2 separate regions of the Mus musculus genome follow, and region 2 is linked to region 1. The links are chromatin contacts, called in public ChIA-PET maps. All regions are on one chromosome and are shown on one strand. The core of a region is the stretch at or near the end of the contact, and the rest is flanking DNA. Distances in the headings are between cores, read along the strand shown. Region 1 has its middle 29 kb from the start of Uqcrfs1. Region 2 overlaps Exoc2 (exocyst complex component 2).

What was found. ChIA-PET counts read pairs in DNA pulled down with a chosen protein or histone mark.
Region 2: a contact with region 1 is called in an RNA polymerase II ChIA-PET map of memory CD8 T cells, with 69 read pairs. The contact joins two enhancer-like sites. A contact is called at or near these places in 1 of 39 promoter capture datasets (pre-B cells), 1 of 15 datasets of contacts at CTCF or cohesin (large pre-B cells), 1 of 484 Hi-C or Micro-C datasets (B cells), 4 of 115 datasets of contacts at active chromatin or transcription factors (Th17 cells, effector CD8 T cells, large pre-B cells and 1 more) and 2 of 9 other capture datasets (adipose tissue and liver).

What each region holds. Positions count from the first base shown.
Region 1 is chr13:30,570,854-30,578,056 of GRCm38.p6, forward strand. No RefSeq gene overlaps it. Among named protein-coding and RNA genes, the nearest start is that of Uqcrfs1, 29 kb to the left of the region's middle. Within about 2 kb of position 4,603, at least 8 of the 459 cell types and tissues checked have an H3K27ac peak or open chromatin away from gene starts, as enhancers often do. A contact at or near this core is called in memory CD8 T cells, where this site is marked.
Region 2 is chr13:30,931,266-30,938,116 of GRCm38.p6, forward strand. Exoc2 (exocyst complex component 2) reads right to left here. Exons shown (of 28, transcript NM_025588.2): 3 at 6,851; 4 at 4,230-4,356. Among named protein-coding and RNA genes, the nearest start is that of Hus1b, 13 kb to the right of the region's middle. Within about 2 kb of position 1,911, at least 75 of the 459 cell types and tissues checked have an H3K27ac peak or open chromatin away from gene starts, as enhancers often do. A contact at or near this core is called in memory CD8 T cells, where this site is marked.

The DNA of each region.
Region 1 (7,203 bases), core at 3,353-5,852:
CCCTCTGGCTCTTGCTCAGCCAGCATTTTATGGAACTCAGGACCACACCTCAGGGCCAGGATTGCCCATATTTGAATGGGCAATCTTGCATCTGTTATCAAGAAAATGCCCCATAGACACAGCCCCAGGCCAATCTGATTGAGACAATCCAACTGAGAATCCCTCAGATAACTGGGCTGCTATGTCAACCAACTAAGGCCAACTAAGGGAACTTTTTTTTTTTTTTCATTTTTAGAAATCTGTGTTAGGAATGGAGCTGGCAAAGGCCATAGTTTCACATCAGCAGAACAGGCCACTTAATGACCAGGATAGGCTAGTCTTCAAATGGTACTCTCCCCCCAAAGGCTAGACTGACCAGCAAGCCAGTTGATGGGGGGAGGTGTCTAGCACAAAATGGAGATGAGGAAGTCTTGTCTAAAAATGATTAAGATTGCCAAGATGATGTCAGCAATGCAGTAATGGACTAAACCAAGCATGGTCCTTTGTAGGCATGTCCCAAACCCAGCTAGTGAAGAAGGGCACAGTTCATCTAAGCTGCTCCGTGTGTACTGGTCACATGCAGGCCTTCCTGCCAAGGTCCCTGTGCACTGCAGATCCCAGCAAAAAACTGCAACCTCTCTCGTGCGGTGTCCGTCTGCCCTCCTGCAGTGGTAGCTTGGCTCTCTACTCTCAGTATGGATTCAGTGAACTGTTTTTTGATCTGGGTTCGGAATCTTATTACATGTTAAGATTAAAAAAAAAAAAAAGTTCTTCATGATGATCTTTGGCTTCAGAGCTCAGTTTCTGTTCCCAACAAGTGACTTGTAATTCAATGTGAGTCTCATGTGGGGAAGGAAGGGACCATGTCAAACCTCAATATTGGGAGCTGAAAAGGAAAGATTCTGCCCTGAGAAACACAGGGCTTGGACAGGAGGGAGAAGGAAAGACAAAGCCCAAGGCCTCAAGATGAAAACAAATGTGTGCTTGAATCTCATCAGTGGGACTTGTCTGGTGGGGTGATGCTGTCATCCCTGGACCTGTGAATGTGTACATACCGGACCTGTGTGTGGCTGGGCTTGAAAAAACAAAGTGTTAGGTGTCACAATGGCATTTGTTTTAGTTGATTCCTGTCCCCAGCTCATACCCCCTCCTTCCTCTGTGTCCTCCCCTCCCCAGTCTCCTTCCCACCTTCATATCACACAGGTCCCTCCACCATTCTTTCCTTTCTTTGGCATCTCTTTTTATGACCTCTCCATCTCCTTTCTAGTTTTTAGGTTATACTTCATGTGTAGCTCATGCATTTATACACATACAATATAGTATAAGCTGTGATCTGCATGTGAGAGAGGGCCTGTTTTTGTTTTTGCTGGGTTTGGCCACATTGCTAATATAATTCTCTCTCTGTCGATCCATCTCTTTTTTTTCTTACAGATTTCTTCATTTCATTTTTCTTTAACCTGAGTTTAAATCCCATGGCGTTTATGTTTCACATTTGTGTTATCCATGAAATTATTGATTCGTGTTGAGGTTTCTTTTTAAAAATTCAGTTCAAGAAGGAGCTGAAGGGGTTTGCAACCCCGTAGGAAGAGCAGCAATATCAACCAACCAGACCCTCCAGAGCTCCCAGGGACTAAACCACCAACCAAAGAGTACACATGGAGGGACCCATGGCTCCAGCCACATATGTAGCACAGGGTGGCCTTGTCGGGCATCAAAGGGAGGGGAGGCCCTTGTTCCTGTGAAGGCTTGATGCCCCAGTGTAGGGGAATGCTAGGGTGGTGAGGTGGGAGTGAGGGGGTGAGTATAACCAATACTTTTTTTTTTTAATTTCAATTTAAAGTATGAGTGTTAAATTAAGAATAATCCCACTACTCAAGAGCCTGAAGTGGGAGGACTGAGGTCTAAAACCACCACCACCAGCAGCAAAAACAATAACAAAATTCTGGGCCTTAGTTTTCCAGCCATAAAACGGGAATAGTAGTCTTGTACCCACCTTTGAAAGATGTCTATGGGAAAAAAAAATAAGTACATACATATATTATGCTTAGCTGTCTGAGACATACTAAATCATCTACAAATAAATACATACCTATATTATGCTTAGCTGTCTGAAACATAATATAAATCATCTATAAATGTTGTTTCCTCCTATTTGGGTTAAATCATAATCACTCCTGAGCATAAAGCCTAAATCAATTTGCTGTCTGAGATCTCGGTTAGAAGAATAGCAATCTACCTAGTGAATTTTAAATGCAGATCTTGGGGCAGCCCCCCTGAGGAAGGACTCCTACACATAGATAGAGTCAATTCCCTAAAACAGGGAAGCAGTCTTCCAGATGCCTGAGCAGTAAGAGCTGCACCCTGCAGGTTTCACAGGGTAACTTCCCTGTTGCACATCTGCTGGGGTTTCCGTCCCCCTTTCTGCTCTGATATTTCCTTTCTCATCTGACTCTCAAGCCCCTCAGCATATTAATGAGGCTGAGAAAATCTCCCCAGCCCTTTATATTCGTAACATGAATCAGCAGATGAACGCTCATTCTTTTATTCCAGACACCTGGGCTTTCTTGACATTTGCAGAGACCTGGTTCTATGTTTGTGTCTCATGCGATGGCTTGTGGCACCTGCAATAGATTCATCGATTCTTTGTAGGGCTAGATTTTCTTCCTTGTTTTGTTTTTCTTCCTGAAACTATAGGCACTTTAAGGGGTATTTGTTATTTATTTCTTTCTCTTGCCTTTCATGGTTATTTTCATTTATTTATTTATTTATTTATTCACTTTCTATCCAGATTTATTTGTTATTTATTTATTTATTTTGCCTTTCATGGTTATTTTCATCTATCTATCTATCTATCTATCTATCTATCTATCTATCTATTTACTTTCTATCCAGATTGCAGCCCCCTCCTTGCAGCTTTCCCCCTCCCCTATATTCTTTAAGGTACTCGTTCCTTTTCTTTTCTTTTTTCTCTTCTCTTTTCTTCTTTCCTTTCTTTTCTTTTTTATCCTTTCTTTCTTTCTTTCTTTCTTTCTTTCTTTCTTTCTTTCTTTCTTTCTTTCTTTTTTTTTTTCTGTCTATTAATGAAGAGCCAGGACCCAGAAGAACTCTAACTCTCTTTAGAACATTTAATTGCCCAATGTTGCAAAGCAATTAGGGGATAAAATTGACATAATTGATTTCCAAAATTCTACTATGTTGATTTCCATGTAAAAAAGTGAAATGTCAATGAATACAGGCTGCCCAGCTGAGCTGCTTCACTGTGGTGCATCTGATTGTGGGACATCTAGGGCAGACTCCACCCTGAATCCCTGTGAGGACACGTAAACCAGGCACCTGGTGACAGTCACTGTTCACTATGTGGTTTTCTTCAGTGAAAACGACAGGGGTTTTGATGGGACAAGTACATGGATGGTCTAAGACAGCTGCTCCTAGAACTGGGAAGAAGGCATGAGAGCCCCAGGATGATGGAATTCCCACTAGTGCTGCTAAGGACCACATCAGAGCATGCGTGATGAGATGCCAGGTGGAGATGTCATAGCACCTCCAAGAACCTAGTATTTGAAATGTTTCAGAAAATCTAAATAAATGAGGGGGTTACTTTTAAGGATGTACAAATGTGTTTTAGAATTATTATGCACAAAGTTACTAAAAATGGATGATGTTTGACTGAAGGCAGACAAATGGGTTTTTTTCTTATTTGTTTTTTTAAGTCTCCAACTAGGTGGTAGTGGCACAACTTAGAAGGCAGATCTCTAAGTCTTAGGCCAGCCTGGTCTACCGACTGAGTCCCAGGATAGCCAGGGCTACGCAGAGAAACCTTGTCTTAAAAAGCAAACAAAACAGGAAACCAGAAACACCACCCCCCCAAAAAAAAAACTCCCCAGAAGCAGATTCTCTCAAATAGAGTCAATTTACTTTTAACATGGCTTTAGGAACAAAAGAGTCTTAACAATAAAATAGTATATATCCATTTTCACGCTCAGGACCCAATCTAGGTTAGACCAGTGTTCTACCACTGAGCTATCTCCTCAGCCTTTTATCACATATTCACATACAAAAGATGAATGTCTGTAGCACCTCATGCCTGAAAGCAAACATGACTCCTAATGTGTCAGGCGCAGTGGTGAATGTAAACTACAAAGCTTCCAGATGAAAGCATATTGTCTCTAAACATTCTGGTATATGTCTTTGTCATATTGCGTTGACATAAAATGATTCCGGATTATCTGTCCATGTTTATAAGCAGCTGTATGTCATTAACATTATCTAACATTTTTCTATGCCATAAAAGGTTCCTGCTGAGTGTAGACTCTACAGGCCATCCCATGGGATCTAGTAGAGAATTCAGCTATAAGGCAGGGGATGTACCACAAATTTAGGCCTTTTCAGTGGGACTCCAGCATCAAGTTTGGTGGCCCAGCTCATTTGTTCCCTAAGGGTGGCCATAGAATGAATAATGTTGGCTCTTCTGCATTGAAAAACCTCTGAAAGTATGCTGGGAACTCACAAATCTTGAGACTCTTGAAAAGAAAACAGAAAGCTTACACTTCAAGCGCCCCCCATTGCCACATGGGGGGCAGAACCTTTCCGTATCGAGAGAACTTGTCTTTCCTTTCAGCCTCAGCATGTGTGTTTTCTTGAACCACGGAACCTCGCAACATCACAGTGTATAGTTGTTGCTGTCTTGCTCAAGAAAACCCCAAACCACATAAGTTGTAATGAGCAAAGTATGTTGAGTTCCACCATTTAAGTCTATTATCACTTAGATGAACCATGTCCTGGGTGTAGGTGGGGCAGACACTGGTAAATGCATTACAGAAAACTATCGTGTGACTTTCCTTCCAGAACAGAGGCCTGTGAGAAAGGGAAATTTTAATTCAAGTTCAAGGAACACTTAAATACATTTAACTTCTCATAACTTGAAATTTTTGAGGTTGTATTGGACCAATTCTACTCTTCTATGTGGTCCTAAGGCCTCTTTTGATCAAATGACTAGTTTCTACTATCTGGCTCAGTTTCTGAATCTGCAGAGAAGATTGCCTCTAAGAGATCAGATCTAGACAAAATTGGTATTATTTGATTTTATGAGATTTAAAAATGTATGAGGGAAATACCTGAATTGATAGGAATGTATGTGTGTGTGTGGACTGGAGAGATAAGTTGAACAATGGGTGGGAGGAGGAATGGGGAGATTGATGTGTGGGTAGATTATTAGGATAATAGTCTTACCCAAGGAAGAGCATATTGATTGGTAGTTATCCAATACCAAATGGTATTGCAGAAAACATAACTACAAATAACATTCTATTTGACTGGGCAGTTTATAACTATGTATTAGGAGTATATATATATATGTATATGTATATATATATATATATGTATATATATATATATATATATATACATATATGTATATAACAACAATTAATGAAAAAGATGCCATGATTTTGAAAGAAGGTGAGAAGAGGTATTTGGAAGGGTTTAGGGGGAGGGAGACGAAAGGGGAAATATAACTATACTTATATTATATTGTATAATTATATTATATATTGTATATTATCATCTCAAATATATAATTATATTTTAATATATTATATTCTCAAAAATAAAATAAATAAAAAGAAGACTTTTCGTTAGTGCCCTACCTCTGTTTTGGGTGCTTTGTTGAAATGATAGGCCTAGGTTTTGTTTTCACAAAACTCAAACATCAGTCTCTGGACAGTATTTGTTCTTACTAATGAAAAGAGCCAGGTAGAGAGTGCTCTGATTTCTCTCCCTTCCTTGTAAAACCTCAAAGTTGCTCATGAATAATAACAACATTGGACAAGCCCTTTCAGAGCCTCTAACTTGCCATCAAGCAATTTGTACAACATCTCAATGAAGTAAAAATCTCATCAAAGAAAGTTTGACAAACCCAGAGCTATAGAAGGCTACCTCATGATGTTGCCATGTTGACTAGCTACACAGACCCTCTTCCTGTCTGCCCATCTCTCCATTGCTCCTGCATCTGTCAGCTCTATATTTCCAGTCCCCCACCCCACCCCAGGATCCTGATGAATATTTTTCTGCTATCATCTCAGTCCCTCCCACTCAACGTGTTGAAATCCAAAACCATTGTCCTGCTACCCACAATGCCCTTCCTTTTTCTGTCTCCGACCACACCCAGTACTGCCTCTAGTCTTTCTGGCTTGGGACTTTAACTCACCCACCCCCTGGCTTCCTTCACCATGTGTGGTTTGTCACTAAGTCATAGCAATGATGAGAGCCTTCTTTCCCTGTACTTCTCAGATTAGCTTTTTTCTCTCCCACTTCCTCTCCCTCTCTTGGCACATGCTGTCTGCCAATACTACTAGAAGACACAGTTGTAATGACACCTCCAGAATATATCTGTGGTCCTGTGACCTGCTGGCTCACATTTAATCCATACATGACTGTTTTCTTGCCCAATATCTCTCAATATTTGGAAGGTGATATGAGCTTCAGGATCCTTCCTCAGGAAGATGAGTCATTTAACATAATTTTGACAACCATGTGAAGACGCTGGACCTTGGGAAGCTATCCACAATCTGTAGTAGGCCATGAAGTCTATTGTTCTTCCCACTTGATGGATATGTCATTGTCAAATTGATCTTTCTGAAATGGACATCAGGAATGTACTAGTGAGCAGGAAAAAGAAATTCAAATCCTTTGTCTTGACACTCATGGCTCTCTACTGATTGGTTATATTTATACCCAGCTATACAGACCTCTTACTGTTTGTAATATATAGTCAGGCTTTTAGAGCTGCCACTTTTGAGCAGATGGCCACCAACTGTGCCTTGATTTTTGCCAGCATGCACTGCTCCCAGGAACAGACAGCCATAGGTACTCTAGTTTATCACTTGTTAAAACGTTCAAAGCCACAGGCTTCAGGACAACGTTTTGACATGACTTTCCCTTTGATATAATTTTTCTTTCTCTTTTCAACATATATGTGGCAATATCTAGACACATTTTTGGCTATCATGTTGGAGATGCTGGTGACTATCCTATGAATTCAGAGACCACTCTATAGCAATGACCCTCCTTGTCCTCAAATGCCACCTGTCCTCATTCGACTTTGCAGCTGAGGAACTTAGTCTTCCAATGGTAGCTGAGAAGTTCAGGAGCCTCTCCATCAAAGGTAAGCCAGAATCTTCAGGGTTACCCACTTTCTCCATGAATCTTTCTTAGGGTCCATCCAGT
Region 2 (6,851 bases), core at 661-3,160, 360 kb after region 1:
GAACATTCTTCTTAGGCAAACAGGACTTTCAAGAAACAAAATCTACTGAGGACTTTCACTTAATATGAGCCTATTTTTATCTTCTTTTACAGCTTAAATAGTTTGTATCCATTATAACTGGAACCAAGCAAGAACATATGTATTTGTGACACTCAGCACAGTAAATCAGAAATACAGACCTTTTACAAGCGCAGCCTAGTCTCAGTAAAAGCGAAGTTACCTTTTCAGAGCAATTAGTAACGTTTTTATAAGTGCCATGGCACCATGTGTGCAAAAACATCAGTTAAAAATTTAGGAACATGAAGGACTTTAACAGTCAAAGGCACCAATAAATGCCAATTGTTAAAAACTTGTGGGGCTGAAAGATGACGGCATGCATGCTGAGTCTACCAATAAAATATATTAAAACCTGACTCATACCAAAAGCATCAAGGAGCCTATATTATGTTATTTTCACTTGCTTTTTCACAAAGAACCCAGGCACAGCACCACAGGACTCCCCACCCTTCCACTGCACACCTAAGTCGGCTGTAGTGAACCTCACATTCCCAGGCAAGTACTGAGTGCTGACTCATCTTCCAAAGGCCGCCTCCCACTAGTCTGACAAGTCACCAGGACCACAAGTGATTATTTTACGAGATGCATTTATACTTCTTCAGACCTTGTTAATTACTACTTTTACACTAGCAAATAATATTAAGATCTCCATGCTCTTCATCCAACAATTTAATTTTTTTAATGATTTTAGAAATTCATACAGGACATTAGTAAAATGAAAGGCAGTAAGGATTCTAATCCGAATGCAACATTATTAGGGGAACAAAAGGATTTTACTAAAAAATATTAAGTATGTTAGGAAGCCAGACTCTCACTAATGTCTGACTCTCTGGCTCTCCTTTCCCTCACTCTTTCTGTACCTGGGCCAGGGTGCAACTCAGGATAGAGCCTCAGGCACAACAAAAGGATAAACAAATCCTCCTGTAACAGAAGTCAGGAAAATCTTTGTAGCTGTCTTAGGTGGGAGGGAAGGAGCAGTAGAAGAAGACAGGGAAGGAGAGAAAACCTGTTTGACTAGATAATATTTATTTTTTAATTTTAACACAATTTATTATTATATAAACTTAACTGTGATAGTTTTAAATGTCAACTTGCCACAACCGAGAATCATCTTGGAAAGGCTCTGACAGAGGGATGATCTAGACTGGTTGGCTGGTAGGCATGTCTGTTGGGAACTGTCTTAATTGTTAAAGGAGGTGGGAAGAACCCCTTGAATGTGGGTGGTACCATGCCCTGAGCTGGGTCCTGGGCTGCTTAAGAGTGAGCTACAGGAGTCCTGAGCAGGAAGCCTTCTTACTTCATCCATGACTGTGGATAGGATGTTTTCCATTCCTGCCTTGACTTCCCTACAATAATATATTATAACCTAGAATTTTAAGTCAAACAAACTCTTTTTCCCCTAGGTTGCGTTTGGTCAGGACATTTTATCATAGCAACAGAATGAAATTACACTATTTACTTAGAAGGTTTTGTTCTGAGTCAGGGAGAAGCAAGGTATCACTAAGCACACAAGCCATTATGGCTGCAGCGCTCACCTGTCCTCATGTACAGCCCTCACAAGAGCCCACGAGAAAAACCTAAGAAACCTAGGCCAGACCTCAAGTGGGCAGCAGTCCGCCCTGCATGCCGAATTCAAAGCCAGAGTTTGGCTCCAAGTCACAGAACACTACCTCTTAAGAGAAATATAAAGAAATTCCAAAGCAAGTCAAGTCCTTTTGTCATGCCATTTTTTCTGCCTGCCTTCCTGACTACAATGCCACTAGAGATGGTTCGAATCAAACTGCTCTGTGGCTAGCAGCACAAGGCCAAAAGGTAAGAAGAGGACGAGGCAGTAAGAACTATGGAAAAAACATCTGTCAGAATGAAAGTGAAAGTAGCAACTACGACAATGAGCACTGGCTGCTATGCTGCTCAGCTCTGTGTCAACTTGACACAAGCTGGAGAACAGGGACTCTCAAACGAGAAAACGCCTTTATAAAATCGGTCTGTAGGCAAGGCATAGGGCCCTGCCTATTATGGGTGATACTGAGTTGGGCTGGTGTCTATATAACAGTTTTCTCCAACATTAAAACATTCCACCCTCAAGTTCCTTAAGCAGAAAGGTAAACAATGCAAAATAGCTTTAGGAAGTCCCTGAAATTGACCAGATTCACTAGGCTCCTATGAGGTAGAGTAAGCATTAAAGCTGAGACTCTCTCCCAAAGTGAGGATGAGCTGAAAAGAAGACTCTGAGACTAGAACAGCTGCCTGGAAGAAGCAGAAACAAGCTAAGCTACCTAGAAGAGGTTTGGACAAACTTATCGCCCAGAAAGAACACTCTACAACCTGTTGAGCTGCCCGCAGGCTGTGCAATATTCCAGGTTCCTAGCCTTGTGAGCTGTTACCCATGCTGGGGTGGGCTTTAGTGAAACAGCTGTCTTTGAGTCACTTCTGATCCTATGAGTAACCCCTTCTAGCCATATTCCTATAAGTAACCCCATTAAAACTCATTGGTTCACCAGTTGGACTGGTGATAGCCATACTTTGGCCTGTCATGGGATTCCTATCTGGCATGAGTAGACACGTAACTTGTCTCTCTAAAAATGTTCTGTCACACAACAGCTGGAGGTCCTAGGTGCTGTAAGAAAACTGGCTTAGCAAACTGCAGAGCAAATCAGTAAGCCGCACTCCTCCATGGCCTTTGCATCAACTCCTACCTCCAGGTTCCTGTCCTGATTTCCCCAGTGACAGACTGTGAACTAAGAGTGGTAAGATAAAATAAACCCTTTCTTCCCCAAGTGGCTTTGGGCCGTGGTGTTTTATCCCAGCAGTAGGAACCCTGTCTAGCACAGGTGGTCTGACTCACGCCCCTATAGAGCACGTGCATCGCCCTGGTCTCCTTCACCTGTAAAGGCTAAGGAAGAGCAGTCAGAATGATCCCTCCTTCCCGTACTTCACAGCAGCATCAAGAAGAAGCTAACATTCAGGAGTTTTGATGCAGGCCCTTCATGGGTTTTCTATCAACTGCAAGCCTATGTATGCATAGTTGACAGTGTGCTCCCACACACCCACCCTTTACCCTTCTAGTTTGAACTGTCCTGATTTTAATTGACAGGGTATCAAATATCATTGAGACAGTTTTAGAATGCCCCTGCTTTAAAGATGCTACCTAGACATCCCAAGCTCACTAAAAGCTCCTACACTCTAGGGTTTTTCAACAAACAATTCCTACCCAAAATGGGCCCCTTGTATCCACCTGAGCAGGGACACCATAGCAGTGAAAATGCGCTTTGCTCTCAAAAGTATTAATGATCTTTGATGTAGACATGAAGGTTAGGTAGTTAAAGGTTAGTGGGAAAAAATGGTCCTCATTCTTAGAAAACGAAACACGCAGATTTGGGTAAGACGTTACTAGAACTAACTTGCTACCTTCTATGACTGTTCATGAGGCAACACCCATCACGTAACTCTGTAGTCAGAATTATTAAGGCCAGAAAATAAATTATATAAAATTAATATATCAGATGAATTGCTTAAGATATATGAAAAAAGTTGGTCATACTTGGGAATATAAGAACAAAACATTAAATTCACTTATGAAAAAATGTATAACTAACTGGCACAATTCTGATAAATAAAGCTAAATAGGGCTGCCTTAAGTAAGAATTTAGGCAGGACATATCAAAAACAAAAGATCCCTTTGGACTAAATTATTCTAAAATATTTCTAGGAAACTGAAGCAAATGAATAGATAATTCTACTGATTTCAAATTCTATCTAAACATATGAAAATGTACTGATGCTTATATCATTAATCAAGAGTATGTTATGGGATGGGGGACTCCTCTGTAGTGTCCACCTTACTTGCCTATCATGTAAGAGTCACACATCCCACAGTCAACCCCCAAAACCAAAGCACAGTAGTTATTAAAATTTCAAAACATTCTTTATCATACAATGTAAACTCCTCCAAAAAAACTAAAATAAATTTGTCAAAGATTTTTATCTGTGAAACCACTGACTGAAGCAAAACTTGTTAAGCCTCATACATATTACCATAAAAATAAAAAGTTAATAATCAAAATAAATAATACAGTAAATGACCCATGTGGGATATCCCTAAATATGAATCCCTCCACTTCAAGAACATAAAACTCTTAGACGGTAAAATTAAAGAACCAAATGGTACTTACTTCTCAATTTCAATGCCAAGAGGATTCGCAGGACGGAGAGACAAGGGAGGAATCCCTTTGTTCCTGTCAGTCCGCATATCATAATAATTCATTTCATCCACCCACACTGCAGACTGATCTAAAATGCCTGTAGGAATATGCACTCAGTAAGACAGAGACTCTCCAGGTGCCTTGACATCTCACCACAGTGCTTTATTTTGTAAGAGACTTAAGGATACTACAGCTCAAGTTCTTTACATGCCTGCTGGCCTTATAACAAATACTGAGAATCTATAATGGCAAAAGTAACACTTTTTGGTTTAGGATTTCACTATACATTATTCAATGGAGGTGATTTTAAGCCACTCACAAAACATTCTGAAAAAAAAAAAGATGTTTTCTCAATAACATATAAAATTAATTGTACATTGTTAAATATTAATGATTAAGTTAATAATATCATTTGCAAAGTATGAGGTATAATAATATAACTTATAATATCTCTTTATTCAAGTAAATATTCTGAACTTTTTGGAAAAACTGTCTGCGAAATCTCCAGTCCTAAACGCCTCAGGTTGAGCACTAATCTCACAGCAAGCTCCTTGCATGCGATCGCTGAGAAGCCATCACACAGATCTGACTTAGATGTAACATCACACAGGTATGACTTGTATGTAACATAAGCTTCTTTTCCTAACTTCCAAAATCGAAAGTCATTTTACTACAGGTGCAATATAAATGGTTGAAAACTGTTTTTGAAAACTCGCTTTATCTCTCTAAACACTAACATGAATAGCTATGCAAAATTAGTATAGTCCTTGTTATTTCTTATTCTCTCCATTATGCTGAATACTGGAAATGTCCTACATCATTAGAAAAAAAAATCTTAGGCTGGTATCTTTTTGGTAAATCCAATAAAATCAAACAATTAAATTGGTTACAGAATACATAGCTTGCATAATGGAAAAACAGATTATTCAGGGAAAACAGACTGGGTGCACATCTGCAAAGAAGACACAAACTCTAAAGATAGCATCTCTTTCATGGGACCAAGCTCTGTACTGCCCTACTCAGTACAGCACAGCCTTCAGCACTGCAGGGACTCTGGGCTGCAGCAAAGCAGGACTGAAGACTCAGTAACTCACTCTGAGCAAGTGTGTCCTGCTGGCTAGACTAGGAGTGGAAGACACTGAGGCTTCCCAGAAGAAAGTTATCTGAGCACCAGACAGCAATGGGACCCTGTGCAAAAGGACTACTTCAGCAGCCATCATGGATATTAACAAGGGCTCAGGACAAGCTTATGCAGAAATCCGACATTCTGTGGCTGTCATTAAATCTGGCCCTCATCTTCTATGAGCTATTCTAAATATCCTGAAGTAGGTACTCAAAATAAAATTTTATTTTCAACTAAGTTTTCTTTATGTGCTATATAAACAATTATAAAATGATGAATTTTAGAAAAGTGTTTACACATCCTCTAAAAATCTGTAAAATAGGCTCATGCTTTGATTTTACAGTTCACTTTCTAAAGATATATATATATATATATATATATATATATATATATACACACATATATATGTATACTTATACACACACATATATTTATATATACACATATATACATATATATTTAAATGGTGTTGTATTTCTATACACAAATGTATACTAATACCAATATATATAAACTAATTCATTTTCATTTTCCTGTATTCCTTACATGTTTTTACTTCAAAAGTACATATAAGGATTTATGGAGGCCAGCACTATAGAATAAACCTCTATGAGCTGAGATGGACAACAAAACTTTATTTTTCAATATATAGAGAGATACTGACTGAATATAATAAGGATTGATGGTCTTATACAAAAATTTTATGTTTGTATATTATTGTAAGATCTTACAAAATCACAATGAGGTACCTATCAATATTTTATTAAGAGAGATAAAGTATCCATTGGAACAATTTAAAAATTAATAATTTGTTCTTGTAAGTGTTAACACTTCACAGTTATCTTCTAGGTTATCCAACCCTATGAGGTTGATAATGTTTGGTGCTATTCTTCTTTTACTCCCAGAAAACAGGCATTGGAGCTTCACAGCTGCTGGAGATCAAAGTCTGGTTCCTCAGCCCCAAATACTAAGGCTGCCAAGCAGCAGGGGGGAAGTGGGACCTCAGGGGACAAAGCACAGAGAGCTAGGTAGAGAGGGCTGCACTTCACCTGGCCCTACAAGGATACGACCACCACAAATGTGGCCAAAGTAGAAGCTATTTCACTTAGAATCTTAAGTGTATAACAACATTAAAGTAATGTCATATGTTCAAGATCAAGGAGCCAAGGGACAGATGTCACCAGTAACTTGGAAAGACAATAATTCTTAGACCTGTCTTCACACTGACAGTCAGCTTAGGGAACTGCCTCTCAAAGAGAAGGGCTGACAGGGGTTCAGAGCCAGCCCGGGGGACTCTACCATGAGAGTCGCCAGCAAAGGAAGGTTAACTCAACCTGAGACACATCTTAGTGTTGTCAAAATGAACACACTACATCTAATAAGACATGAGCATTAAGCGCGTTTTATACGACGTCTACCAGTTTTAACATCTAAAGGTCAATAGCTTTTCTTTAGGATAAAGTCTTACC